Regions from separate parts of the Mus musculus genome. Here region 2 is linked to region 1. The links are chromatin contacts, called in public promoter capture Hi-C maps. All regions are on one chromosome and are shown on one strand. Each heading gives the region's core, a stretch centred on a gene start, on an enhancer-like site or on the middle of the called end of the contact. The rest is flanking DNA. Distances are from core to core; before and after follow the strand shown. Region 1 holds the start of Klrc1 (killer cell lectin-like receptor subfamily C, member 1). Region 2 holds the start of Klri2 (killer cell lectin-like receptor family I member 2).

What was found. Promoter capture Hi-C pulls out the DNA fragments that hold promoters and counts their contacts.
Region 2: a promoter capture Hi-C map of macrophages shows a contact between it and region 1, with 8 read pairs. The contact joins the promoter of Klri2 here to the promoter of Klrc1 in region 1. A contact is called at or near these places in 2 of 39 promoter capture datasets (liver and macrophages), 34 of 484 Hi-C or Micro-C datasets (the AML12 cell line, the Ba/F3 cell line, the C2C12 cell line and 24 more), 4 of 115 datasets of contacts at active chromatin or transcription factors (CD8 T cells, Th17 cells, effector CD8 T cells and 1 more) and 3 of 9 other capture datasets (adipose tissue, liver and macrophages).

What each region holds. Positions count from the first base shown.
Region 1 is chr6:129,673,891-129,681,500 of GRCm38.p6, forward strand. Klrc1 (killer cell lectin-like receptor subfamily C, member 1) reads right to left here and starts at 5,083. Exons shown (of 7, transcript NM_001136068.2): 1 at 4,834-5,083; 2 at 4,406-4,507; 3 at 3,875-3,925; 4 at 3,257-3,432; 5 at 1,410-1,510; 6 at 944-1,086. The coding sequence starts at 5,020. The coding sequence ends at 969.
Region 2 is chr6:129,737,537-129,745,146 of GRCm38.p6, forward strand. Klri2 (killer cell lectin-like receptor family I member 2) reads right to left here and starts at 2,948. Exons shown (of 6, transcript NM_177155.4): 1 at 2,669-2,948; 2 at 1,532-1,624; 3 at 1,323-1,391. The coding sequence starts at 2,882.

The DNA of each region.
Region 1 (7,610 bases), core at 3,833-6,332:
CTGCATAGAGAGAGCTCATCTCAAACAAACCAAAGCAAAACAAAACAAAGGGTTTGGAGATTGTTCATCAGGTAACACTGTTTGCTATCACACATACTAATCTCAGTTTGATCCCTGAATGTTAGGAGGGAGCCACCTTCTGTAAGTTGTCCTCAACTTTGTACAGGCTCCATGGAAGCATTTATGCGCACGCGCGCACACACACACACACACACACACACACACACACACACACACACACATTAAAACAAAAAGATATAAGTAAATGATGTGTGAAAGAGAGTGAAAAAACCCAGAAGAAACAATACACCCACGCACCTGAACAAAGGCCCCTGAAAAAGTATTAAGGTGTAAATATTTGATGTCTATATTTTAAAAAGTTTTATAAGTTTTACAGACCTTAGATACTGAAACTATGTTAATAAAACTTCTCAGTGTATCTAGTGGATAAAAAGTCTTAGAACACATTTTCATGTATACACACATACATATTCACAGAAGTAGTTGTATATGTTTATGTATAGATACAAAAATATAATTTTTTATATTAATTATTTTATATTAAATATTTTACATTAATTATTTATATATAATATTACTTATTGACTAAAAGTGGGTGACCCAAATGTACTACAGAAGCTGAAGTTGCAATATACAACTGGCAATTCTACAAAGTCCTATGAAAGTGCATTAAATCATAAGTTTGAAATGTAACAGTGCTTCTGCATAAAGCCTGCTGGGATATATATTAAAAATTAATATTATAAGGAGTATCTTGAGCAAAAAGACTCAGATACAAATGTAGTATTTGCTACTTTTTGTGTGATTACTATACTCTAATGATTGTTTTTAAAAGAAATGTGTAATTAGAACAAATAATATAATCCATTTTTAGGTGTACACAGTCACAACTCTATTTTCAGGTTATGAAACGTAACATTACCTGGCAGACTTCCAGTGCAGGTGTTTCAGATGGGGAATTTACACTTACAAAGATATGGATGTAAAGTTGTACAGTTGTCTGCTGTGAGACCAGAAGCTGACATCATGGCACAGTTACATTCATCATGGAGAATCTCTGCTATCCTACAATGGTGCAAATACAAAATTCATTTATATATGTATGCATAAATTTAGCTAATCTACCAAAGGAGTGACTCCTAAAGTCATTGCAAAAAGAAGAGTCCTAACGACAGTCATGAAAGTCAGCAATAGCATCCTCACTAAAAATGTGGTAAGAGGTAACTGTTATGAAAGCCAACCAGTCCATTCTTCAGAGTCACATGAGCAGACCATGAAGGTCTGCATCATTCTGTCACACTATAATTCAGCTTTACTTATTGACAACATTCTTTTAAGGGTTTCTTTATGTATTTTTCTTGCTTATTGTACCATTCTTAAAAACTTACTTTGGTTTGAAAATTGAGTCTTCTTTCCAGACCCAGGGCTGACCTCTGCCCTTCCGAAGGATTCCAGTCCATGAGATCAGTGAAAGAGATTGCAGAAAATCCTACCAGAGAACCAAGGGAATTTTAATCAGTATGAAGACTTTCACTATTTTTAAAATGTGTTAGTGTATTCTGTCATAATATGGTTATTATTGAATACAAATCAACTTATTAAAGAGAGAACACTTCTTACATTGCCAAAACATTCACATATGCGTGTAATTTTGATCTAGAATTAACTTTTAAGTGTTTATAGTTATATGTTTTATTTTTCTTATATTATTTAGGAATTTGGTGATTGATTTATGTAACTTAATAGATAATCATGCTAGCAACACACAAACATAACAGGATTTCAAACAAATTTCCAGACAGAATAAATGGAATTTTCTGGATATTGTGCTCAAAGTTCAGTTTTAGAAGGAAGTTCATGGTTTGCTACTGAAGAAGTGATTGATATGACAGATAAAGATTGTTTTCTTATCTAGTTGATCCCTGCTGTTGTCTATCACTGTAGTGGTGGATTACCAACAAGGATGAGATAGCATTAATGTTTCTCTTGGCAGCTGTAATACTTACAAGGGAAAACTCGGAAAGTATTAATAAAAGACAAAACTAAGTAGTTCTGAAGGCCTGAAACAAAAAGCTGAAAGGGCTTTTCTCCTGAAGATGAGGCATTGCAGAACTGCAAGACATCCTGTGTCCCTCATCCGATGGAAGGAAACAACCTTCCATGCTCCCTTCTAGGATCCAAGAACAGCAACTGGGTGCTGTGAGACCTTTCTTGTTCTAGTGTAAGAGAGATCTGCCAGGAGCATTGGGGAAGGCTGAAAACACTCAATGGGGTAATTGGTCACATGAAGTGCTTCTTCCACCTGCTGAAAGACATCAGGATGGGAGCTGGAGCAGGGGATTCCATGAGTACAAAAACCATGTAAGATGCATCTGTCCTTGAAGGTGTGGACACACTGTTCCCATCCAGATTCATTGGGTGGAGTGGGTTTTAGAATGTTTTGCTTATATCACACAGCAGTGAAAATTAACAAACTGCAGGTCAATGCAGTAAAGTGGATCATTGATTTGCTTTAAAACCATGAAAGAGTTATAGCAGTGTTCTCAACCTTCCTAATGCTTTAATACAGTTCCTCATGTTGAAGTTATCCCCAATCATAAAATTAATTTTTATGCTTTATAACTGCAATTTTCTATTAGAAAAAATCATAATGTACACATCTGGTATTTTTTTATGTTTTTAGGTGGCCTCTGCAAAGGGGTCATTCTACTCCACTAAGGGTTGTAATCTACAGGTTGAAAACTGCTGAGGTATTTGATGTCTATGTAATAGTACATATATCTTTCTGAACCCTGTCTCATAAAACTCAAAAGTATATGCAGCTAATTATAGCAAAAGTCGGAAAAATGGTTTTGGGCAGGAAGACATGATGATAGAATGCAGAGTGAAGAGACATGGAAGAAATCGAAATGTCCGCAGAGTAATCTGACTCTACCTAGTCACTTTCAGCTCAATATTAACTATGGTACATGTATTGATTTTTACATGGTAAATTCAAATTGTAAAATTAATTTCAGAATACATGTACAAGAATGGCTTTCATAAAATAAAATAAAATAAACCACTTGCAAATAAATATTTATTACCAGCACAAAATTCAAGTAAATCATTGTAAAATAAAACAATGAAATATTATATAATGTTGTAAATGAAACATGCATAAGAATATGAGCTGGTTGTACAAATGTTGACAGGAAGAAAGGGTAAGCAATGATTGACACATGTCAGCTCTTACCTGCTCCTCTTCACTATCTATGTAAAGCAGACTACAGTTTTTGGAAATGCAGGACACCAAACTGTCATTCCAAGATTTTCTCTCCATACCAATGAAATAACAATTGTGAGAATATGATATCCACTCCTTTGGACAATGAGGACAAGGCTGTGCTGAAGATAGAGTGTAGTTTATATCTAGAGGCAACATGAACGTAATAATGAAATTAATATGTATTTATAGGTTTCAACATTCATGTAGAATATATATCAATGCAGCCAAGAGGCTAGTCATTATAAAACAAAATATACAAGTACTCAATACTCAAAATACTCAAGTACACAAGCAAAGAAAAGAGTTGCCCTCTGGCCCTGTGTTTATGTGTCTATCTGAAGCAAGAAATAAGTATTTATCCTACAGATTTTTTCAAAGTCATGGATAAAAAGTTTTATTCTAGAACAGTGAAATTCATTTTTGTCTTATTAGAGTTTGTTCTTAATGTTTATTTATGAACATGCAGCATTCATATTTCCAGGTTGTTTTCTTCCTAAAAACCTAATATCTTTGCATAATAAGACGAAAAATATACAATGTACAAATATCAGAACAAATATCAGAACTTTGACAAGCAAAATGTACCTCTGTGGGTTCTAGTCATTGAGGAATTGATCTGTGCCTTTGCTTCGGTATCTGAAGAGTTAAAATATTCTTATTAAATTAACACCCAAAATAATTGTAACAATTTTAGTTTCTTAATCTGAGTCTGTTGTACCATTTTGAATTAGGACACTGTGAAGTACAATTTTAATTGCCCCCCCCCCACCCATGTGAAAAACTTTGGAGAAAATTACTTCAATGAAAGCCCAAATTTCAACATCTTTTACTGTGTAACCTATGACAAAACCACTTTCCAAACAGTTTTCACATCTCAGTAAAGAATCTCCAAGGCTCTGAACTATGTGTTTAAGTTAGGGAATCATTGAAAAATCAAAAGCAAACATTTATACAATTCCTCTGATAGTCATAATATTCTGAATATCATAACAACCATTCCACATTTAATACAAATACATACTTTAAACTAAACTGTCCTTGATAGGAAGTTTTGAAAGGCACTTCCAGTCATTAAAGTGGAAAGTTCCTTTATAGTCTTAAAAAAAGCATGCTTACATGGTGTGGCAACTGTAGTAATTACAACCACAGCGACAATTAAGACAAAACAGATGAGGCCCAGGGTACCAGCAATGAGTTTCTCTGGAGGAGATGGAAAACCTTCAGAGAGAAATGCAAGGGTTTATGAAGGTGGCTGTTCACAAGGTTTATGAACACAAAAAACCTACATACACATTGAGACAAACAGATAACCTCTGATCCCCGGCTCTTCTCCATGCAGTGATCTGTTTGTAGGCAGTACTGTTTTACTTTTGGTGAACAGAGCGATCCAGAAAGTCTTACAACAGAGTGAAATCTACGCTCCCAATTTACAAAAGCATAGGTCAAGTGAGAACTACGGCCCTCCCAAAAAAGACCATTTCTACCTCTGCCCACACCTCTTCATGGCCCTGGCATCGCAGTGCAGGGTCCACCCAGTGGCTCACCTTTGCAGGGGCAATTCCTGCAGATCCAGGGATGCTCCTGAGAAGGATTTTGAAAGCTGAAGTCCGAATAGATGATTTCCTGCTCGATGACTGAAATGGAGCTGCGAGGACCCCTTGGTTTCCTGTGCTGGTTCCTTGAGTTCTTTGCCACCTTCAGTTCTGCATAGGTGACGCGTTCATTACTCATGTCTGCAGCTAGTGATGTGCTGAGGCAAAGGTACACAATCTGATGAGGCCAAAGGAGGAGGAGTTTGGAACAATGGCACTCATTTTGCAGTTGGAAATTTAAACCTAATCTATTTTTCTTCCCTTGGACAATGAATACGAGTGCTGTGGTAACAACAACAACAACAGCAACAACAACTTTTGGCAAAATATTTTTGATAAGGCAACAACTTAATGGGGAACAAAGATGCTGACAAACCAAAGAATTGTTTTATAAATTAAATTTAGTTTTCATAGGACTAACACCATGAAATAGGTAATGCTTACACCAAAGATCCCAACACTAATAGAAATGAATGTTGAATTCATTTCAAATTACTTTTTAAAATTATTTTCAGAATTTCACATAATTTCTATCCCCCTCTCTTCCCTTCCAACCTGTTTCATTCCTTCCTCCCTCTCTGAAATTCATGATCTCCTCTTTAATTATCATTGCTATATTTTTATCTGTGCATGCACACACAGCAATCAGCTAAACTTTAGTAATAAATTAAAATCCAATAATGAGAAAATCTGACTTCTCTAGATAGGTAACCTAGGAAGGTTGATACATATATATGTGTATAAAACATGCATATGATTTTAATAGCTAATGTATTTATTAAAATATGTTTGATGTAAAATTTATTTTATTTGGAATAATTGAGTTCAGAGAAATGACTAAAACTTAAAGGATATTGTACATTCTTGAAAATGCTATGTCAAAAAAATCATGCTTAAAACAAATGATATTCAAAATATTTCAAAGACCATTTTAATTCCATTTTATTTAAAAAAATTAGCCAACAAGTGAAACTATAACATGAAAAAATGATTCATAGTAGAATGATGATTCAAAATTTCCCAAAGAGTCCAAGGCTGCCAAATTGAGTGTCATTTTAGTCACATAAAATACAATTGTAATAACCCAATATAATTTAACAATTCAATCAGTTAGCCCTGGAATAAGTGAGATCTAGAATTAATTCTGGTTTTAAAACTTGTGTGACTCTTGAGAAGTTAGTAATAGCCCTGTGCATTAATCTAAAATGAAAAAAAAATCATGTAAGGCAATTAGTACTCCCCTCTGGCATGCAGAGCTCTCAATAAATACTACCTATTTAAATCAATATTTTAGTTTCCACTTTCACTATTGTTCTTCACCACTCAGTGAGAGAATCCTTTTAAGAATCTGCACCCTCTGGGATAAATTGATATGGTTTCATCCAAAGAGCCACAGCACATAGATTTCAACACGTAGAATTCACACTTCATCATCAGGTCCTCCGTAGTAGTAGGTTTAATTATATTCATAAAGGAACAGAAATGCAAGAGGGTGACTAACTCTCCATAGACAACAAGGACAGAACTATGAGATGGTCCCCAGTGTGTTCCAGATGATGGCTAACTCTCCATAGACGATGACAAGCACTTTGAGACGGTCCCCTGTGTGTTCCATGCACTTGGCTTTATCTGAGCTGTTTAAAGGCATCTATGTTCCAGTTTGTTCCTCTGCATCTGAACGGTGCCTCAGTTGCTCCACATGTAGCATTTGCAGTGTTCCCTTAACTGACTGGGCAGGTGGAGAGAAGGAAGCAGTGATAAGCTCCCTGTATTGGCAGAAAGCCAGGCTTCCTGCAGTGAGGTGTGGTTGTCACAGGCAGTCTGTGAGAGCCAAGCACCAAAGGGTTTGTCTGTGGCAGAAATCTAGGGCAGCAGTGACTGTGAACTTTGAAGGTTGCCCCATGAGCCTCAGAGTGAGTCAAGTGTGGAGAAGGAGATTTCTCACTAATGTGTCATTGAAGGTTGAACAGGAAATTCTCATACTCAGAGAAGCTGATTTTGAAATCAGTTTTTTCATCACACACCTTTACAGCAGAGAATGCTTTGGGTTCTTGTGGAAGGTACAAAGTGTCTCTCAGTGTTTTGCACAGTGTGGTCTTTTCCAACTGTTTCCCTAAAATTGTATATGTATAAGATAAAGCCATTGGGGCTAGAAAAGTGGCCATACATGAAATTAATTGTCTTCTACCGCAATCATAATAATTATCCTGATAGAAGAGAAACTTAAGATTTGTAAGCCTTGATTTTACACTAGTATACTGGTTTGTTTTCTGTTCCCTTCATCCCCATCCTCTCTCTCTTCTTTCCTAATTTTACAAGAGCTTCAGCCTTAGACTTCTTGTGTCAAGTGAATATAACATTATAACACACACACACACACACACAATCTATATCTATATCCAACATTATAATACACACAGAGACATATTTATTTAGAGAGATAGATAGATACTATATCTTAAATTTTAACTATACCATGATGGAAAAATTTTAAAATCATAGGAATATTATAAATACATACATGTATAGTGCTATTTGTTACTGATATTCCTGAGAAGTGAGCATATTTTCAAACTCTTATGGCTGGCACAGAAGACACCACTGCACACTCATGTTTTCAAACTCCTATGTTTATGTTTGAGATCTTATAATTAATCATTTATTTAATTTTATGTGTGAAGGTGTTTCATTGTGTATAGAAGTTTCTTCATGTATGTCTCTGTACCATG
Region 2 (7,610 bases), core at 1,698-4,197, 62 kb after region 1:
AAATCAGTGAGGAAAACACAACAGCAAATGTTAAAATGTGCCTGATTTTAACAAAAATCCTCAAAGTAAAGAAAGTGTGAGATAAGATAGCTAAAAACCCAGTAATAAATAACTGTTAGCCAACCAAGATTGTGGTAGTCACCAAAGGTATCTGTCAACAGCAATTGGGAAATTTTATGTACTTCAGGGCAAATACAAGCTAAAGCAATTTGTGATGATCAATTTGGCATTGTAAAAATACACAGAAATTGTAAGCATGGATTTGTAAGTAAAACAGAGTTAACCGACAGAAGCAGGAAAGAATACATTTCATGAGCTGTGCAAGTGGGTTAAATCAATTGCAAAAGACTCCATCATGTTTCATATAATCCGCAAAACAACTAATAAAGCTAGAGGTTGGGACAATAAGCGATAATCCAACTAATCAGATAAACAGCTAGTAAAACTACAGGAAGTAGGAATGTTTGAAAACTTTTCTACAGCTCTTTGTATATATTTGTGTGTGCATGCACATGTGCATGTACACATGTTTATGTGTTTACTTGTGGAGATCAGAAGACAGCTTCAAGTATCATCCTGTAGCTGCCCCTACCTTGTGTTGTGTGTGTTTTTGTTTGTTTATAAATTTTCTTTGCAGCTTGTGGATTTCTTGATTTACTTTTGAGACAAGATCTTTCACTGACTTATAACTCACCAAGAAGTGAACTCCAGAGTTTTGTTTTAACCATAATAGGGTTAGGATTACAAAAGCGATCTTGCATGGCTTCTTGACATGGGTTCTGGGAAGCTAAGATATTCATGCTTGAAATGCAAGCCCTTTACTGACCCACTTGTCTCCAAGGACATTTGTTTTTTATTTTCCTTATTTAATGTCTAAGAGAAGAGTTGCTTGGCTGTGGGCAAACTCTTCTTGCGTAGCATCCTGGCCATATTCTGACATGCCCGTCTTTTCATATTTTTTCCGTACTCATAGTATGAAGTCCTAACACTTGGGACTATGATTTATATTTGTTGCTAGTTAATTACAATACATTTGATATTGTTTTCAAGCTATCTAGATAAGGGGACAATGTCAATAGTTCATATTTGTATTCACTATACTTATACCTAACAATGAAATAAAACAGTATTCACTTTTATTTATAATAATTTAGATTTTTTTCACATTCTACTGTTATTTTTTTCTTTCCCTGAGGGGGAAAAATGAATATAGAACACTACATTTGTTCATCGTTCTCATTGAAGTCTGTGGATCTAAGGAAGAGTCTACCCTCCTCCCCAAAAAAAGTGCTGGAAATTAATTGTAAAAAACACATACTTACCATCATTCCTGTCACATAGAGGATCAAGAAGGGAGAACTTTCTGCTTTGTTTTTCTCCTTTAGAAAATACTGCAACAAAATTGCATCAGTAATAAATAGTATTTAGCATACATTTGCTAGTGCAATATAATATTTAGTCTTCATAGTGAGTTGCTATAGCAATAGTAGGCTGATTATAAGAAGAACAAATTCTTTTTATAGTTACTTACAGCTTGGAATCAAGAAGCCCACTTTTGTGACCAAAATAATGCATAACGTTGCTAAGATGACAGTTATCATTTGCCATGTTGTCAGCCAGGGATCTAGACACAACAGAAAGAAGACAGGAGAGAGTTTCTCACTTTTAAGGCTTGAAGACAATTTCTTCTCATTCTCCCGAGTCTTCATAATACTGTCTAATTTTTCAGAGGTCAATCCTGAAGTTTCTTGGTGGCCTTACCAGCCTACTTTATGCTCCAAAGTCCTTCATGTCAACTCCTTGTTGTTTTTCTTTCTACACATTGAAGTTCAGGGTTGGTTATCACTCTTCCTACTTTAATATGCTTTATTTCTAATTCTTCCCCATTGTAAATTCATGTCTCCTTGTTGTGATCCTTTCTTTGGTGATGAAATCTTGCAAGTTGCTTCTCTCTGATAAACATTTTCTCTCAGTAGTTTCTATCTGCAGTGCTGCCTTCTAACATCAGTCCTTCCTGCCCATCCCTATCTCCATGTTGGAGATCAGCAGCTTAAATACAATGTCTTTATGGTTTTTTCCCTCTTAGTTACTGAGATGCATCTGTTCATCTTCTGACTTTCACTGCATAAGCCAATAGGAAGAAACCGTTGTCTCATGGTAAATTTACTAAAATAAACAATCATTTAAACTAAGAATCTTGTTACCCTATATTCTAACATCATTCAACCCCTAAATTTGAATACCATTAACTCACTAAGTATGAAATCTTATAAGTTTTACTTCCAAAATGTTTTTACAATTTTTCTATAATATGCCATGTGTTTGTGTGGGGCTGAATTAGGCTAAATAGTATTTTTTTAAAATCAATAATTACTTTTAAAATAACATGGGGATAAATAGAAAGAATACAACTTCTATACAGTTATGTGTACCATTCCATCAAGTAATACAATCTCTTGAGACCTGAGTCATTGATATTTTAGGGGTAATAAACAGAGACTCTTTAAGCACTAATCTGTTTCATGGTAGTATTTTGAAATAGTTAAGATGCTAAAAATGCAGACATTTAGGATAGTGTCACAATCTAATGGTTTTGAGGAGATAACAACCCACATGCAAGAATTGAGATCTAGCCTTGACAAAATACATACAAAATATATTATCATACCTATTCCTTTGCCCACATCGAATCCTGTCCTGGGCTGGGGGTGGAATATTCTGTGAACTTTCAGTTCCTGTTTTTTCTGTTCTTCTCTCCACACAGTAGATCTCTGGTCTGTCTTCGAGGGTCTCTGCTTTTCTTGAAATGTGGGAGATTTTGTTCCTATGTTAATAATCTCCTGCTTGTTTGTTCCATGTTTAATATGCTTTTTCTTGTGCATTTTTTTTAGTCCTGAAAAGACTGGACTAGCTTCCTCTCAGTCTTGGTAACTTGCCTCTACTGCTCTGCAACATCTTCCATGCAAAAAAAAAAAAAAACATAAAGAGTACAGTTCTCACTTCCTACTGCACCAGTGAGAGATGCCCTAGTTCTGATACAGTCTATGCAGAGGGAACAATGACAAGTGCATCTGTGATGATAAAAGTAAATACACACTGACAATGAAAAGCTTGCTACAGGTATAATATGTTATTCTGTGAATCTCTCTCTCTCTCTCTCTCTCTCTCTCTCACACACACACACACACATTAGTTTACTTCAAGGAGTGGTGTGATTATAAAAATATTGCTGATCAAATATTTATAAATTATAGTTATATAATTTTATAGGGGGAGGAATTAAAATATCCACTACTTTAAAAATAGATGACAAAATAATTCATAGTGATAAAAATAAAAAGAAGCTGTTAAAATTCTATCTCACACAGAGTTGCATTACTAATTTCATATAGTTTTCACCCACAACCTTTAAATAAACAAAAATGTGTATATAAAAAAAGACATGATAAAAGACTGAAAAGAATAGATAAATTGTTTAAGCTTTAGGTATATGTAGAAGAGGAAAAGCTTTTAAATACATTTCGTTAATAATAAAATTACATACAAAAATTACAAAAGCTTTCTATCATTAATCGAAAAGAAGAAGAAATGCAAATGAAAAGGTCCATGATATGACATTCTTATCTGGAAAATCATCTGTAATTGCACATGTTGGAGAGCATGCAGGAAAACAAAATGGGTATCTTTGGCATATGCAACTAGATAAGATACTAACTGTATTGTGTCCATCTTTCTAGGAAAGATTTGTCAGAAAGTTCAGAAAGCTAAATAATATGTGCACCCTACTGATTGAACCACTGTAAACACTCATAAAATAGCAGTCTACTTATATATTGTCTGATAATTGGGAAGACTGACAGTTGTTGAAAGTGTAAAGTAAAGACTGGAGCTTAGAAATTCATTGTGTTTAGGAAGAGACCATCAGTACTGAGGTAAAATCTTGGAAGTGTTTTCTGAGAGCACATCGATGATGTGTACTTCTGGGTATCAGCTGAACTTGGTAGTGTAAGAGCCACCTAGATGGCACTAATTTTGAAAGAGTGAAGAAGTCATATAGAGCATCTGAGGCTTGGCACTGTGAGAAGCCCGAGAAGACTGTTGTCTGAGGTTATATCCTCAGTGACAACAGAAGACCTCATTCATTTAGAGATATTAGTACAATGGGATGACCAATAAGAACAGCAGCATTTTTGGAGTAGATTCTGCCTGAGCTTAGAGGCCAAGCTGTGTGTGCTGCAGACAGCAGACTAGTAAAGTGAGTCAAATCTCTTAGAGGAATTCATCAGATTGAGAATGAGCTCAAGACATTGAAAATTGAGTTATACTGTTGGAGATTGGTTTAGCTATGTTCACATTATGTCTTGACCTGCTTCTTCCCTATAGACAAACATTAGATGGAGTTTGGATCTTTTGTGGAAGATTTGGCAGAATGATTGAGGAACCCAGATGGGATAGAGGAACAACTAGTCTGCAGTCTTGCAGGCTCCCAGAAACTAAACCAGTAATCAAAGAGCATGCAAGAGCTTGACCTAACCCCAGCACATATTACATACAGAGCAGATATGCAGCCAGCATGGTCTTCAAGCAGGTCTTCCAACTATGGGAGTGGGTTTTTCCCTGATTGTGTTGGCTGCCTTGGTCATTTTCTTAATTACTGATTTATGGGGGAGGGCACAGCCCATTATTACCCCTGGGCTGGTGGTCCTGAATTCTCTAAGAAAGCAGGATGAGCAAGACATGAGGAACAAGTCAGTAAGCAGCACCCCTCCATGGCCTTTGAGTCATCCCCTGGCTCCAGATCACTGACCAGTTTGAGTTCCTGTCATGATTTCTGTGATGTAGAAGCATAAGCTCAATAACTCTTCTTCCCCTGCCACCAAAAACAGAAATGTCGAGGGCAAAAGAGGTAAACCAACTGCAAGACGATGGGACTCATCACTCTATTGCTTATAGAATGATCACATTCCATGACTTCATAAAAACTATTTCCCCTTAAGATATCCCTTCAGATGACATGAATGGGGTGTGATGTAACATCCAAAAATGACAGCTATCTGAAACATAGATGAAACAACTGAATAAAAGCAACTGCAAGCACCCACTGGAAGAGTCACACTGGATATGAGATCTTAGTTATGACCAAGATGTGTCAGACTAAGAAATTATGCTATTTTCCACTTTAAAAATATTCAGGCATGGTCAGGGAAGATGATTCAGCCTTTAAAGGTTAAACTCACAGCCAAAAATATTGAAGCGGCATTGTAGGTTATATAGACCTAAACATGATTCTGATCTCTAGTCCTGCCTCATTTGGGGTATTCCCAATACTGGGGACACTTGTCAGTCTTCACCCACTATCTCCTTTCTATACAGCTGGATAATTCTGTGACTCCATTTGACCTGTGCATCTAGGATGACTCTCCCCCTATAGAGAAAGGATGATTTAGGAGTCTATTTGAAAACCTCTTCCAACACTCTACACTGCTCTTTACCTATTTTGTCTTTTCTCGCTTAGTAAAATTGTAATTCTTTATAAATTTATATCTTGTCCGAGAAGCTAAGAGATTGTAGAATAGAAACAATTTCCTATGAGAAGAATTCAAGGTCATCAAACTGAAAAATTTGTTTTGACTCTGACAAATATGCTGTTATATAATTTCTGTTCATTGGACTCTCACAGATCTGAATTTTATTTTATTGCCTGTTCTCCATTATTGTCAAATCTCTGTTTATTCCACATTATCTTTCATTCTTAATGGATGAGTCATATCAGAAGAAAATAAGAGCCTGTAGGGTATCAGATGAACATACTCTTAGCCACTCCAAGCATGTTTGTATGTCAAGCCTTGATCCTCTCCTCTCAGTATACTGTGCACTTTTTCTCTGAAAAATGTCTGTCTCATCTCATCTGAAACCACCACACCTGTCTGGCAGATTTCACAAATAGTTTCCCCACTAACCTTCCTTTAAAATTCCATCCTTAGTTGTTGTCTTAGGCACTGTTCAAGTGTAGTGAAGAAACACCACTCTCAAGGCAACTCTTATTAAGGAAAGCATTCTGAGTGCTTGCTTACAGTTTCAGAGGCTCAGTCCATTATCATTACAGAAGAAAGGATGGCAGCCGGAGAAGTAGATGAAAGCTACATTCTGACCCATAGGCAGTAAGGAGAGAGAGAGAGAGAGAGAGAGAGAGAGAGAGAGAGAGAGAGAGAGAGAGAGAGAGAGAGAGAGAGAGAGAGAGCTCCTGTGATTGGTGTGGGATTTTGAAACCTCAAACCCCAAACCCATCTCAACCCAGTGACACACTTTCTCCAACAAGACTGCACCTAGACCAGTAACTGCATTTTCTCCTAATTCCTCTATTCTTAATTTTCTTTCTTCTTAATTTCATATAAGGATAAAGGCAAATTACACATTACATTTACACAAACAAATTATGCTGTACTTTTTCCTATTAACTTTTGTCTTGACATTTGACCTCATATGTTTTTGTGTTATGCGGAATCATTTCATTTTAACCTGAATGTCTTTTGCTAAGCAAGTATAGTTATAAGAAGTTTCCCAGTTTTGGTTTACCAGAACTTTTACATTTATCCTAATGTTTGTAGAGTAGTATAGTTTGAGAATAGTATACATTCATATAATGTATTTTAGTCATTTTTATTTCACAACTCCTCCCACAAATTCCTCCAAGAACCACCCTTTTGCCTCACCCTACAAACTCTGCTTCTTCTTTATTTGTTTTTATTTTTATAATCTACAGATTCCAGTTCATGGAGAAGGGGCTCTTCACTGAGCATGGTCACTCTATCAGTGTCACACCCTTATGTTCTAGTAATACTACACTGAGTTGTTTCTACATTTTTAATCTCAGCAGTCTGGCAGCAGAGGCAAGGGAAACTCTGTGAGTTCAAGGCCAGCCTGATCTTTATAGTGAGTTCTGTTATAACCAAAGCTATACAGACAATCCCTGTCTCAAGATAAACCAAACACCACACACACACACACACACACACACACACACACACACACACACACACACAGAGAGAGAGAGAGAGAGAGAGAGAGAGAGAGAGAGAGAGAGAGAGAGAGAGAGAGAGAGAGAACTAATTTTTTAGTTTGTTGTTTTGTTCTGTTTTCTGGCCCATAAAATTTCTTCAGAAAAATGTACTAATAATTTTGTGGGGTTTTCCTTATATGGGATGAATCATTCTTCTCTTGATATATTTAAAATTCTTTGACATTTAACTACAGCATTTGATTTTGTTTTCTATTTGTTTGAGACAGAGAATTTCTGGGAAGATTGGAACTTCCTATGGACCAGCCTAGCCTCAAATATCTACCAGCATCTGTCACTGCATTTCATAGGAGAATCCCAGTAATTGAGAAAATCTTGGCAGACATGCATTTAAGGAATTCAAATCTGTGTTCCCTCATTTCTTCATCACTCCATCTCAAATTAATTTTGTGTGACTTACCTAAACAAAGACCCTCCCATAATCTGCATAGATGAATTTTGTCTAATCTATTCACTGGAAATTAGAAACAAGAACAGAGCAAAACATTCACCACAGCATTAAAACAAACAAACAAACAAAACACAGACAGAA